Linked DNA regions of Anas platyrhynchos: region 2 is linked to region 1. A link is a contact called in public Hi-C data. All regions are on one chromosome and are shown on one strand. The core of a region is the stretch at or near the end of the contact, and the rest is flanking DNA. Distances in the headings are between cores, read along the strand shown. Region 1 has its middle 14 kb from the start of BCL2L14. Region 2 overlaps ETV6 (ETS variant transcription factor 6).

Region 1 (6,536 bases), core at 4,014-6,513:
ACACACATCTGTTTTAGAAAAATAGTTTGTAAGATACTTATCTAACAGCCAGTGGTTCACATGTAGGGAATAATTTTGCAGGAGATTAAATGCTTTATCTCATGAGTGAAAATATAAAGAGTATGAACGTAGACCAGTACACTTTGCTTTTTAACCCAGGTAATGTTTGTCATTTTTAAGTTGGGATTCTCTCTTTTCACATGTTTATCATACGGCAGTTGTGGCTGCCTGAAATAGAAAAGAGCTCTCCTTTGGCAGACAGAAGTACCAGAATGGGCACTGGTTTTATGAATAGGAATGCTGAGGACATGTGGATATTGGCAGATGGGAAACACTGAGTATCAATTGGCAAGAATCATCAGTGCACTTGTAGGAAAAGTCCAAGTCCAAATTAATACAGTAATTTCATAAGTTATACAGAAGTTAAACCTTGAAAGCATGCACACTAATGGCCAATCATGTTTCTTACTTAGCAATTGCATTTCTCCACAAGATGTTCCAGAAAGTTTGCAGGGAAATAGCTTTGGGTTTTATTTAGAGCTAATTTTGCTAACCAAAATAACCTTTATGCTTTTCTTGTGCTTCTGTGTAAGTCTGGAAAATCTTGACTCCTGAGCATCAGATGGGTTAATGCAATAGCATTTCAAAATGGCTGATACTGGCCAGGTACTACTCAGACTAGTGCTCAGTACCAGGGTACCTCTCCCCTCATTTCTGCATTTTTTGGAAGCAGTCACATGGCCCCAGAGGCCAAACTGTTGAAGCTAATTTACTGCCCAAGGCATCTGCTCCTTGGCAAGCTCTATGGGCATCTGCATAGGTGGCTCTGCATAGCCTTTCTTTCTGGCATGTGCTTGGGTACCTGGGGACTCGGGGAGGGGACGGACGGGGGATGGACACAACCTGCTTTTCTGTTGCTGTTGTTGTTTTTTTATTTGTTTGTGTGTTTTGTTTTGTTTTGTTTTCTGGATCACCCTGAATAAACTGAGAGGCATTTTCTTTATAAGGAATTGGCTGTGCATCCCATATGTCCCTCTGTTGCTCATGCTGGGATAATCTGCACTGAAACAAGATCTTTGTTTTCTGCACCCCTGTCTCCCTCCCTATGCACAGGCTGAAGTCATAACCCTCTCTGTGCTTCCTTAACGTCAGTTACTCTAGAAGCAGTTGTGTTTTTGTAGACAGCTGTTTATAATTTCAGGTCTATGAGGGAATTAGTGACAAATTTAAAGAAACAAAGCTACTTGGTAGACTCTACCCTATTCACTGGAACGAAGCAAGGAAAGTTTGGGGAAAATAAAACCACTGGAAAGCAGGGAGACATCGCAAGAAATGGGTAGCTGCAAAATGAACCTTATAAGGGAATAGCTGCATGGCTTCAACAAATTTAGAGGGCTGGGCCTAGGAAGGCATACTAGATGATTGTGCTGTGCACCAGTATGAGACAGGAAGCAAGATGAAGCACTCTTGCAGCTCTTGTAATAAGCTACAAGGTGGATAAACTATGTGCTATCTGTACTTTTTTAAGAGCAGAAAAAGAAAAAAAAAAAACAACACCTCCACCCCCCCACTGTCATTCAGCAGCAGGATGGGTTACATGTGAGTTTAGGCAGAGGAAAGATTGCCTTGCAGCCTCCTGTTGAAGGCAGAAGAGTTTTGACTTGGGAATTTTTTGCTACTTAGTTTATTGCTGGTTTACCCAAATCAGTGATCAAAAGTTTCTTTTAGGGTGGAGGAGGGAAGAAAACACAAGCAATTAAATGAACACTTGCTTACATAAGCTCCTTTCCTGCCCCTTTCACAGGCTCATCCTCCAACAAATACCTTCCTAGGCTGAACTCCCCTGGCTTTCTCTGCAGGTTACCCTCAGTCCCTCCCAGTCTGTTCAATGAGGTGACAGTGGCATGGGACGCCGGGGTTGTGTTTGTAAAGGTTTTTATCCTCTGGTCTTTGCTTCTTAGTGAGGGCTCCTCCAGGCTTCCTGGTACTGCTGCTCCAGCATGGAACCTCTGTGGGCTGCAGCCTCTCAGTGTTGTTCCCTCTACTGTGTGGGTTGTCGTCTTCCAGGAGTGTATCTCCAGCTGTGTCCCCAACAATATCTCCTTCCACATTCCCCTCCATTTCTCCTAGTGTGCCATTTCACATATCTCTTCACAGATCTTCTCCATGTTTCCTCCATGTCTCTCTTCATATATTTCCATCTGTCTCTTTATGTGTCTCCAAACTCACCTCCTCACCTAACTCCTCTACTAATGGCTGCTGTTCATTCTTAAATACATTTGAGTGGAGGTGCCACGTGCTCTTTTGGTTGGAGTTTTGGCTCACTGTGGGCTGTTCCCAACTGTTTCAAAGCCATGGGAGGCAGTTATGACTGACCCAGGACTGATCGTGGCCTCCTCCCACACAGGTCAGCCCCAAAGCACCTGCCACCAAAAACCTGCCAGTTTTGCCAAATACACTGCCTTTCCCCCTTTTTTTCTCTCATCACAACCTGCTCAGCTCCTGCAGTGAGCTTCTGTCTCGAGGTTATCCCAGGTTTTACTTGGAAGGAGCACTACTTTTAAATATTGGTGGTTATCTGGTATGAATTACATAGATGGAGAAAAATGTATTTTTTTTTTCCTTATTAAGATCCTGTTCCTGGAACCACATGATTAAACTTCCACTATGTTTTTAATGTAAACTCATAACCCTTGCTTAAAAAGAAAATCTTGAAAATGTAAACTGCAGAAGGCAAATATAGAAAGAAATATTATGGGAATTATTTTTGTCTCTTAGCTTTGGGAGCCGGTTCATAATGTGTAAGCCCTAAGGGTTTGCAATGCCATGGAAGGAGCTGCTTCTCTGTTGTGTCCATATCTGCAAAACTGTAATAACCTCTGTAACTCTTTTGTGTTACATCCCTACCAAATATGTTAGTTTACATTTCAGCACATTTTTGTCTGCTTAGGTCACAGCCTCCGGTGCTCTACAAAACCACTAGTTGAGCGGTTACATGCACAGTGATAGGAATGGACTAGCTGCAAACCATGGTCTGCAGTGGTGATGAAAAACTCGCAATTAAAGAAGAACTGTCACTGACATTGCCCTTTATAGAGAATATCATGGGAAATGAAAATGCTCAGAGTCTCTGAAACTAATTTCTGAATCTCTGAAACTCTCTCTTAATTTTGGGTCTCTTCTGCAAGACATTTTTCCTAAGAAATATCTAGTTCTGCTTTTTCCCCCATAACTCTATTTTTACCTTTCTTCAGTAAGTTCAAAATTTTCTTAATGTGCTTGCCTCAAGGATAACTCAGCTGTATCTCACTCACAGAGACATCACTCATTTCAGTCCTGTAGTTTAACAAACCTGTCATCCTTTAATGCTAAAAGCTATTTACATCAGAAACTATGGATCAGGAAACTAATCTCCATTCCAGGAATGACCACTGCTGTACTTTAAACTTCCTGCAAGCATGAAGATGAGTCTGTTAAACCCACGTTTTGGCTTGAGATTTTTGTCAGGTGTTGGGGCCTTGACCATCCAAACAGTACACACCTAAAGTTTACATGCTGTAGCAGCATGTGTAAATGTAGCCCTGTATTTAAAGAGAAGACCTGCACCAGGCTGCTTACTACTGCTCCTTTTTCGTAAAGGGAAAACCACTGTGGCTTAGCTTGGGGTTTTGCAGGAGCAATCAACACCAGGGTAAGGCTTCATGAATGACCGTGAAGCCTACCTGAGTAATGTGTTCAGCTCTCCAGTATTTAAAGTGGATGTACAGGAAAGATGGGGAGGGACTCTTCCTCAGGGAGTGTCATGATAGGACAAGGGGTAATGGTTTTAAACTAAAAGACGTGATTACTTTAGATTAGTTATTAGGGTGAAATTCTTTCACTCAGAGGGTGGTGAGGCACTGGCACAGGCTGCCCAGAGAAGCTGTGGATGCCCCATCCCTGGAGGTGTTCAAGGCCAGGCTGGATGGGGCTTCGGGCAATCTGGTCTGGTGGGAGGTGTCCCTGCCCATGGCAGGGAGTTGGAACTGGATGAGCTTTAAGGTCCCTTCCAACCCCAACCATTCTGTGATTCTATGATGTTGTCAGATTTTCACTGCTTTTGCTCAGGAGTCTGCTAAGGTTATAGCTTTAGAAGCAGCCAGGTAAACCTATTTTAAACCAGTACAATTCTGAGGTATAAATAAGACCTAAAAGAAAAAAAAATCTCAATTGATTATGTTATTTCTGAGTCTTCAGTCAGGCAGCAGTTATTTCCTTTATGTAGTAGATGTGGTCCGCTGCAGAACTGCAAATTGGCAGAAAAGGTTTTTGCAACACTAAGACTGAAGGAGGCCATACTCTGACCCATTCTGTACCCTTACAAACAGATCACCAGTTACAACTTCTGGAGTCAATTGGATATTGAAAATAATCTGGGTGCTCATCTAGAAAGAAAAGAGTGTACAAAGGCATGCTTTGGAAACTTTGGAAAGTTGAAGTCAGACTTAGAACTTCTGAAGCCCTGATTCATGGTTCCTGAATGTGTGGGATTGCTGATGTGGTAAAAGATTTGACCCTTGAAGCATGAAAGGCAGGTCACATCCTGGGGGACTCTGTGATGAGGCATGTCTTGCTTGTTCAGCCTGCTGGAAGCCCAGAAGCTCTACATTCCCAATGTGTGTGTGTGTGTGTGTGTGTGTGTGGAACAGGGGCAAGTCCCTATTTTGTTAGTCCTTTTTTTGGCACCGTGATGTCTACTACATCTACTAGAGCATCCGTTTCTACCTCACTCTTCCTCACCGCCCATCTTTTGTGTAGACCTTGCAGCAATATGCTGTTACTTTCTCCTTGACCTGGGACCCAGCTGCAAATGCCAACAAACTCTTCTACTCTCTTGTTAATCTCCAGACTGTTCCCAAGCAGTATTCATCAGAGAAGGACCTTATTTCCAGGGGCGGTGAAGTGACTAACCCAAGATCAAACAGCAGGGCAGTAGCAGAGGCAGGAACTGAAATCTAGCCTTCTGACTCAAGTTTCTCTTGACCACAGCCTCCGGGTTACATGGCTGAACTCATCAGTGCTGTAAGTTTCAGCAGTTGCTAAGACAAAACATAATTTTCTTTCCCAGCGATATTGTATCTGTGTCATACTGTTCTCTGCCTACTCGGAAGCAGCTCCTCAGCATTTGACTTTAAAAAGGGAAGGCAAGCAGGAGATGTGTCTAAGTGGTTGCACTCTTTTGATCGATGAGAGAGGTGAGCCAGAGTGTGTTCCAGTGACCTCCTGCTATATAAAAGCTTGGCCTGCCTGACAGGACTTCTGGCTGCAGAGTAGCTGTGAGTCACAGCCTTTACTGCTTGGATTTGATGCGGATTTTTACATCAGACGCTGCGGAAACGAGGTGGCCTCTCAAATATTTGCATTGCTTGGCAAGCTAGGGTAAACGGGGGTGGATTCAGGAAGTTCTGGCAAGGGCAAGCACAGCTGGTGTTAAGGTCTTTGCAGGGCTCCTTTGTGTGTGTGCATGTGTGTGTGTGTGTTTGTAGGAAAATAGTGAGGCCCCTTGATTTTTTTCCAGCCAGGGTTCCTGGGAAGGGATGAGTAATCTGGAGATTTCCTGTGACTTCTGGAGTAAAAGAAAAAAAAACAAAAAACAAAAAACAAAAAACAACACATCACCTTTTGGGGGAATCTTCTTGGATCTTCCACCATCTCAGGAAACCCCTGAGCAGCCTAGAAAGGCTCTCCCCTGGAACCAGCCCTGCTCCATTTATTTCTGTTCATTTGCCAGTGGACGCTGCTGAAGACCCATGTAAGACATGCCATGTCAATACCGCTCTTTGTCCTCGTCCACCTGGGAAGCTCAGGGTCTGAGCTCCTGGTACCGTGCTGGGGGCTTCAGGAGCTAAACTGAGGGCAGGAGGCGAGTGGGCATGGTGTGCCTGGATGGGGTTGCTGGGAGCACTCCCCTTTCACTTCTAAGAGCATCAGCTCTCAGAGGGAGGCTGTGAGGTGTTTTGTATAGCACCTAGCACAGCTGAGTTCTGGTTCATGACTAGTCAGCTGGGTGCTGCTGCAGTTCAACTGAATAAATATCAATGACAAGAGAGATGTGGGGGTTTCCTGTTGGCTGAGGAAGAAAGGAGTGAGGTACCTCAACTCTGCACTTACTAGTATTTGTTATTTGACCTGCAATGCTGCCTTCAGGGACAAAGGCTCTGTTGTGCAAGGCACATGCACACAGCAAAGGCAGAGCCATTCCTCACCCTAAAAACAGGCATTCTCCAAATGAGCTGAGCTGCTGGAGCTCTCTGAGAGCAGGCATGCTGACAGTGTACAGGGGCTGGAGGGTGAAGCAGTGGGTGTTGCTGCAACAGGGAGCCCTGCATAGATGGTTCAGACATTAGGTGTATGTCTGAAGTACCCACTTGTTATTTCTAGACGCTCATCACCACTAGCCACAAACTTCTGTAACTAGTATTTCTCGATGTGTGCTTAGCCATTTGGTTTTCTGAGTGCTTTACAAATATTATGTAATTAGGAAAATAACGCTCTGT
Region 2 (7,084 bases), core at 224-2,723, 57 kb after region 1:
CACCATGATGTGGTTCATGTAAGCTAACTCTTCTCGGTGGGACAAGTTGATTGGCTTTACCTCCCTGTGCAGCCCATCCTCAGACAACCTTGGAGGTTTGAAATCGGAGTGCCTGGGGTTCAGTATCAAAGGATGCATGATAGGGCTGGGCATCAGCTGGATGACCCTGGTGTTCTCCTGGCGAGGGCTGGAAGGCTTCTGGAGCACCTCAGGAGGAGGCGGGCAGTGGTTGTTTTCTACTGGGGACACTGAGAGAGGATAGGACTCCTGGTGGTTGTTCTCTTGCTGATGCCTTGACCCTGGCATTCTGTCAGCTGGGGAGAGGTGACGGATAGTGTTGTCCATAGGGGACTTCAGTGGCCACTGATCGGGGTCTGGTGATGGACGGTGGTTGTTGGTGATGGGTGATCTAGAACGATGCAACAGTTCAATGGTTGGGGTACTGTGGTGGACTGTTTCTGTGGATGGTCTTGAAGGTCTCTGGACAAAGTTATCTGTGGAGACAAACAAAAAAAAAATAGAGTTTATATCATGATCAAGCTATAGGATCTAACTGTTAAACTACTAGCTGGATTTACTGGGTACTGCTATTAGCTGGAAAATGTTTTTGTTTTTTTTTGTGTGTGACTTACAGATCCACTGAAAAATACCATGTAAATGTAGATAGTTGTTACTATACTGAACAAAATCAGTACCACAAAAACAATCTCCATCCACCACCACATATGAGTAGCTCCTGGGGAAATGTGTTAAGAGAAATCCCATTTTGAGTAGCTGACTGGAACACTTGTGAAGAAAGTAAGAGCTGATCTAGCTACACTAACTGTATTTCTGTACAACTGCTTTGGAACTTTCATCCTGTCATTCACATCTCTATGTGTGGTTCCTGTTACTGTACAATGAGCACTGCAAGGTAGAGGACAGAGATAAAAAAAGAAAAATGTCTCCTGAAAAATACTGAGTGATAAGCTTGGGATGCTAGAGATTTGGGTCAGGGCACAGAATCTTAGTGTGAAATATGGACTGGGTTATCCAAGAAAACTCACTGGTAGGCCGCTCTTCATGAAATGCTAGCTAAATTGTATCCCTGCCTTGATTTTAAAAGTGTTAACAACTTCATATGGATATTTTCAACTTGCTGGAGTTAGCTTGTGCTGCCTTGTCCCACATAAGCTCTTATATTTCTTCAGCAGGACGACTTCCAGTGTCACTTTTGCATGGCCATACTTCCTTGGCTGTGATTCCTAACAGTTAGGGGGGGATAAATCATGTATCTGGATCACTGTCTTTAGACACTAATAATCCCCTCACAAAATGAAATGTTTGGCATGAACAGTGCACACTTTCAGCTTAGCTAAGGCCATCAATTTTGACTGGGGAAATTACTGACAGAGAGGAAAATACCACCAGGGAGCACTGACTAACAGGTTTTTATCTGAAAAACAAAGATCAAATTTCAATGCTGTTTGTTGAAAGCCTTGGATGATAACAGAAGGAAACTGCTGGGTACATGTCAACAATTGAAACAAGTAGCTGCATATTTGTGGCTGCCTGTTTGTTCACTACATTTGCTCTGATCCTCTGTAAAAAACGATTCTCTTGCTTTCTTGCCAAGGCAGTGATACCCGTTGAAGACCCTGTAGAGGTGTGCAGGAAATCCAGGGGCTCCTGCCATCCAGGAACCCAGGCAGGCAGCAGGAGCAGGACCAACATGTACCTAGAGAAAGGTATGGACAGGAAAAGCTCTAGTTCTGAGAAAATGCGGTGCCAGGCATTGACACAGTACCAGCTTTCCTATTAACTCTTTTACCCCTACTCAACAGACTGCTCATCTAAACAAGGACACTGAAGGCTCCAGGAAAACCTAAAATTTCATGGCTTCAGAACACTTATTTCATATGCTTGAGGTCCCAGACAAGAAAAATACATCTGTAGAGCTATTTAAGAAACTCACAATGAAATACCTGGAGGAAAAGAAACTCCAGAGACATGTATTGTTCTCGATTAAACACAAACAGCTTTAAATACAAAGTGGCAAGCTAGTATGTTATAACCAAAATGATGTGAAGATCAAAGAAAAGGAATTAATCTACAACTGCACCTACCTCTTTGACAGTCATTTCTTAAAGTCTTTGCCACAACTGAAAGAAAGCAGAAAGTATTCATACCCTTCCCCCCCAAGTTGTGATCAGTGTCCTATCTTCTGCAGACTATCCACTCCTGTCACTGTACTTTTAAATACACGCTGCTCATTCCTGGCCTGTAAGTGTATACCAGAATACTGTACTGTTTGTCCTACTTATTTGAAGTGACGTGTCTGTGGGGAGCAGCTATCTTGAAAACAGAAAGGATTGTCTTGCTGTGCTTTCCACTGAGCTCTTTGCAAACATTAGTTGGCTCTGACAAACTCCAGACAGAAGCAGACCTCTCTCTCCAATTCCAAACCATGGTGATCCTGAGCCAGGATAGGACAAGAGAAAGTGTTTTACCACAAAACAACCCAAACTCAAACTCAGCTCCAAGCAGTTCCATTGCCACAAATGGCCCTGAACAGAATAAAATCCTCATCACATTAATTCCTTCACACATCTGATGACTGTGAGTCGAGCACATATGGTGTATCATTTCCTGCAGGAATAGATTAATTCCTCAGTCTGGCTCTTCATTCTGAGCAACCAACAGTCTTTTCTTGAAGGGAAATCTGTGAAAGGGAAATCGTTGCTCAGGAAAATTGCTGACCTATCCGATCCACACAGGGATGGGTGGGGCTGCACTCACTGTGGATGTGAGCAGTCACTGCAGTGGCAGTCCCAAAGACTGGCACTCTGTGCTTACCCATAAAAGAAGTGCAGGGAATGACAGTGTAAGCTTCCTGTATGGCATCCTATCAAATGACTCAGTGCTGCATCAGAAAGACCACTGGCGATGCAGATAATTCACTCTCCATTGCTCATCCCTCTATAGGGCCAGAAACTGAAGCCTGGAGGGCAGATTCCAAGCCAATGCCAATGCACCTTGGAGATATCCTCAAAGGTCAACTGCTTTCAGTCAAGCTCACTTTGCTTGAGTTAGTAAAAGAACATTAGATGTAAATGTTGATCCAGACTCAGATGATTCTGGATTAACGATGGATTAAATGCTTGAAGCATTTAGAAGCAGAATCATGAATGTATTGTATAATCTATCAAGAAAGCCAGAAGAGGAAAATGAAAAAGGTCACTGCAGTAAGGACAGACTCTAAAAAATCTTCTCTGAAATTTAACCACTCATAATTGTGCCAAACAAACACCTGACCCCTCTGCTCAGTTTGTAAATTAGGCAGGGTTTAGCTCTGCCTCTCACATTTATTTATTTATTTTTTTAAACTAAGTTGCATTCCCTTGAGGGAAAACGGTAAACTTAATTGTGCTAGTTTCTCCCACGTGACTTTGTGGAACAGGAAGAAAGGGAATGTCAAAGTACATAAATAAATTCACCTGCCTATACATTTTTGGCATAAAGATTTTCTGGTTGGTCAGAGGATGTGGCAGGCAAGCTGTGGTCTTTTTTGTTTGTTTTGAAGTTCCTCTTGTACCAAAACAAAAACTATTTTTTGTTATTGTACGGAAAGTTTTAAGTAACAGTACATATCTCTCAAAAAATATAGTGGTACTATTAGTAGTCACAAAGGAGAATATCATGAAGGAGAAATGAGAATGGTTTCTTAAGCATCCTGTACTCTGTCAGAAGTTGGACAAGAATTCAAAGGGCTTATGTTTTAAGTGACATGTGAAAGACCAACTCAACATCCCAGAAATCCTCTGGGTTTTCTAGTTTGAAACTCAACAATTTTGTTCAGCTGCTCTGTATCTTTAATGCATGGGTGTCTGAGAGGGCAGCTAGTATTTCTGTTTGAAATTTAAAAACTGAAAACTATGGGTGAATGTCAAACTTCAGGAAAAAAATAGAGGTTTTTATAACGGCTGCTGCAAAATGCCTATCTTGAAACACTAGGCAACTTTCTCCTGCACAGCTTTGCCAATTCAATCTCATCCTAACCTGCAGCACCCTCTTCTAATCTGAAATATTTACACAGCTGTGTGGAAATGCTTTGGAGTGTCCTGATCCCACCTGCTGCTGTCCTGCTCTTGGCTTAGTCTCAAAGTTTTGCTGGTGCCCTTTGATTCTGACTTGCTCAGGCTGGCTATGGGCTCCTTGTACAGGTCTGACAGTGCCTCTGAATCTTGTTTTGCAATCCCATGTTGAATTCTGAGACAATTTGTGTATCTTTTCTCCACTGAGCAGAGAATAGGGAGATACCCTAGCCCAATTCTGGTTTTTAATCCTCCTCATTTAAAAAAAGGAAAAACACTAATTTTTCATATATTTAATTTTCTATTTAAAAAAAAAAAGAAATCTATTTGGTGCTTTCATTGAAAGGACCTCTTGAAAAGCTTGAGCTTTATATTTTTCTGGGTTTGGAGATAACCAGGAAGTTCTTTGGTGTGTTTATTTCCAGAAAAATAAAAACTAAAATTTCCACTAAAGGAAACATACTTATATTTTGATCTCTGCTGATACTGAATAAAGGAAGCCCAAATCTGCAATGCCCCAATCACGTATCTATTCTTTCTTCACCTCCTATGACAGGCATGGTATGTGTGGACACTACTAGAAGGCTAACTAATAAACTAAACAAATACTTCTGATGGTAAAAATGAAAGAAAACCTGCAGGGAAAAAAAAAAACAAAAAACTTTTCTCAAAATTAATTGTTCAATCATTTCAAAAGCTGAGCAACAGGATGGGCTCAGTGCCAGGAATAGCATGCCGACAGATTGTCATCTGAAGTAACTTTGAGTTAGACGTTCCTCTCTGAGGTTGCCTTTTCTCCTGCTCTGCGAACAATTGCATCTAGTTGAACCTACAGGATACTAAAAGTCCATGATGCACCTTTTCTACCCAACTGAGAATGAGGAGAAATGAATGGGGTCAATAAAACTTTCTGGCATGTTTTTTTAAACTACATTTGGCATAGCTTTTAAGCAGGCTTTGGATGCAGGACTGAATAATAGAAAATAAATGGAGAATAGATAGTAGACTCCCTAGACCAGGTGATTGTTAACAGCTATCAAGACAAAGGGAGGAGAATAGCTCTATTTAAGTAACTTTGGAACAAGAAAATGACATCATTCCTCACAGCCTTACTCAAGTGGCCTCTATAATAATAGCTCCCATAAGAATGAGACAGAGTTACCTTCATCATGGTTCTGGTGTAATAGGACCTCTGGCTGAGCATGGATTGAGTTCCCAGGGTGGAAAAAAGGTGAGAACAGCATACGAGTTTTCCTTTGCTTCAGGATATTCTGAAGGAGTTCATACAGAACATCGCCTGAAAGACAAACAGCAGGAAAAAGGAAATGAACACCTACATACTGCTGAGAAGACTCATTTAGCCATCTGATGTATGAATTCATGGCTCATGGGTGCTATTTTCAGATGCAAACATGCCTGAAGTAAAATCCTGCAGTTGACTGTTTTGCAACATTCGTCCCTGAAAGGAAAAAAAGAAAAAGAAAAGCCACGTGTCACACCTCTGTGTATGACTGTGGAATAATGGGAGTGTGAGAAGAGTCTCTTATAATCTCAATACAGGGCCTTTTCAGGCTACATAATTGCCTGTCCAGGAGTTCCAAACCTTTACAAGCAGTGTCCCACCTTCTCTCATCAAAGCCTCAGTTTTTTAACTAAGACACCTCAGGACACATAATTCTTAACTACAGAACCCATGATTATGCAGTGAGTCGCTGGGAGCAAATGTGGTGTTTTTCCCTAATTACTAACTGATTTAGGCTTCATGAGGCAAGGAGGAAGAAGATTTTGTAAAGCCTTTCCATGCAACACTTGCCTCAAGTGCTGAGGCAGTGTGCTACTGGCTACTCCAATCTAGGAGATCAGATACTTTGGGGTGAACTCAGAGACTTGAAAAGACAAGATTTAACAATCCTGAACTCCCTTGCTGTGGTGACAACTTCTGGAGATACTTGAGTGCTACAGCTGCTTTAGGAACTTCTGTACATCATTCTTGGCATCCCAGGATGGACTTCTGGAAAGCCCAAATGGGGTCCCAAAACTAGTTATTTCTTGATATTAGAATCTGTATAGGGCTCACTGTACCAGGCAATATTAGAAGAGGGATATGATGCATACAAAGGAGCTTAATGCAGAGGACTTGGTGCTCTGGATGGGCAAATAGGGTCTGCTAGTTGCTATTGTATCACTCTTCCACAAAAGTGTCTGCAGTAAATTCTACTACACCAAGCTGACATGACTTGATCCAAATGCTTGTTTCTTTTAGGGGTGCAAGCAGACTGTTCCTTGCTTCTTCCTCCCATTCCCTGTCACCAGAATTGTTATATCCTTCCTCAGAGGAACACTTCATTGTAGTTATCTAGGAGACCAATGTGTTAACTGCGTGCTTTGTGTCTTAAGTATTACATCTGGTACTGATGCCCTCCTTTCAGTAACATCTACATGAAATACCTAGGTACTTACACGTTTTGTGTAACGTAACCGGTTGCACATTTCAAAGTAAAAAGGTACACAGCGTAGGAAGTCACCCAGCTTTTAATTCTGCCTCCTCTCCTCTGTTTGTCATACCTCATAGTATAGACGAATAGGTTACAGCAGAAGCATATTATCTGAAAAGGAACTCCGTGAAGTTTCAACTAGGAAACCTTGGATTTTCTAGGAGAGTTTTCTCAAGTGTGTGTGGGGTTAGTAATTTTTCCTATGAGACTGTAAGCTGTGTGCCATTCAGTTGTTTTCTCTATAAACTGCCAATGTTCTACTTGTTGAGAAGTTTGGTGTCTTAGCATGAAATAGTTAAAGCTATCCTGCTTTCCACAGTTCAGCTTCCTCTATTTTTAGCATCTTGGCTGCTTTTACTGTCTCAGCAGTGACTTTAGGGCATTTTAAAGAGGTGATTGTAATACCTGAATATCTAATTAAAAACAAAGCCTCAAGAACCCAGTTACCTTTTCCATGTTTAGTACATGAAAGTCTAAAAAGTGATTTTACCACATAATTTGCATCTTTGAATGCAA

Evidence for each region. Hi-C and Micro-C count contacts between places; a contact is called where the count stands out from the background.
Region 2: a contact with region 1 is called in a Hi-C map of liver, with 2.3 times the contacts expected there. The contact joins two enhancer-like sites. A contact is called at or near these places in 2 of 8 Hi-C or Micro-C datasets (liver and skeletal muscle).

Annotation. Positions count from the first base shown.
Region 1 is chr1:70,668,683-70,675,218 of IASCAAS_PekinDuck_T2T, forward strand. No RefSeq gene overlaps it. Among named protein-coding and RNA genes, the nearest start is that of BCL2L14, 14 kb to the left of the region's middle. Within about 2 kb of position 5,264, at least 3 of the 8 cell types and tissues checked have an H3K27ac peak or open chromatin away from gene starts, as enhancers often do.
Region 2 is chr1:70,729,703-70,736,786 of IASCAAS_PekinDuck_T2T, forward strand. ETV6 (ETS variant transcription factor 6) reads right to left here. Exons shown (of 8, transcript XM_038181037.2): 4 at 5,236-5,370; 5 at 1-494. Among named protein-coding and RNA genes, the nearest start is that of BCL2L14, 76 kb to the left of the region's middle. Within about 2 kb of position 1,474, at least 2 of the 8 cell types and tissues checked have an H3K27ac peak or open chromatin away from gene starts, as enhancers often do.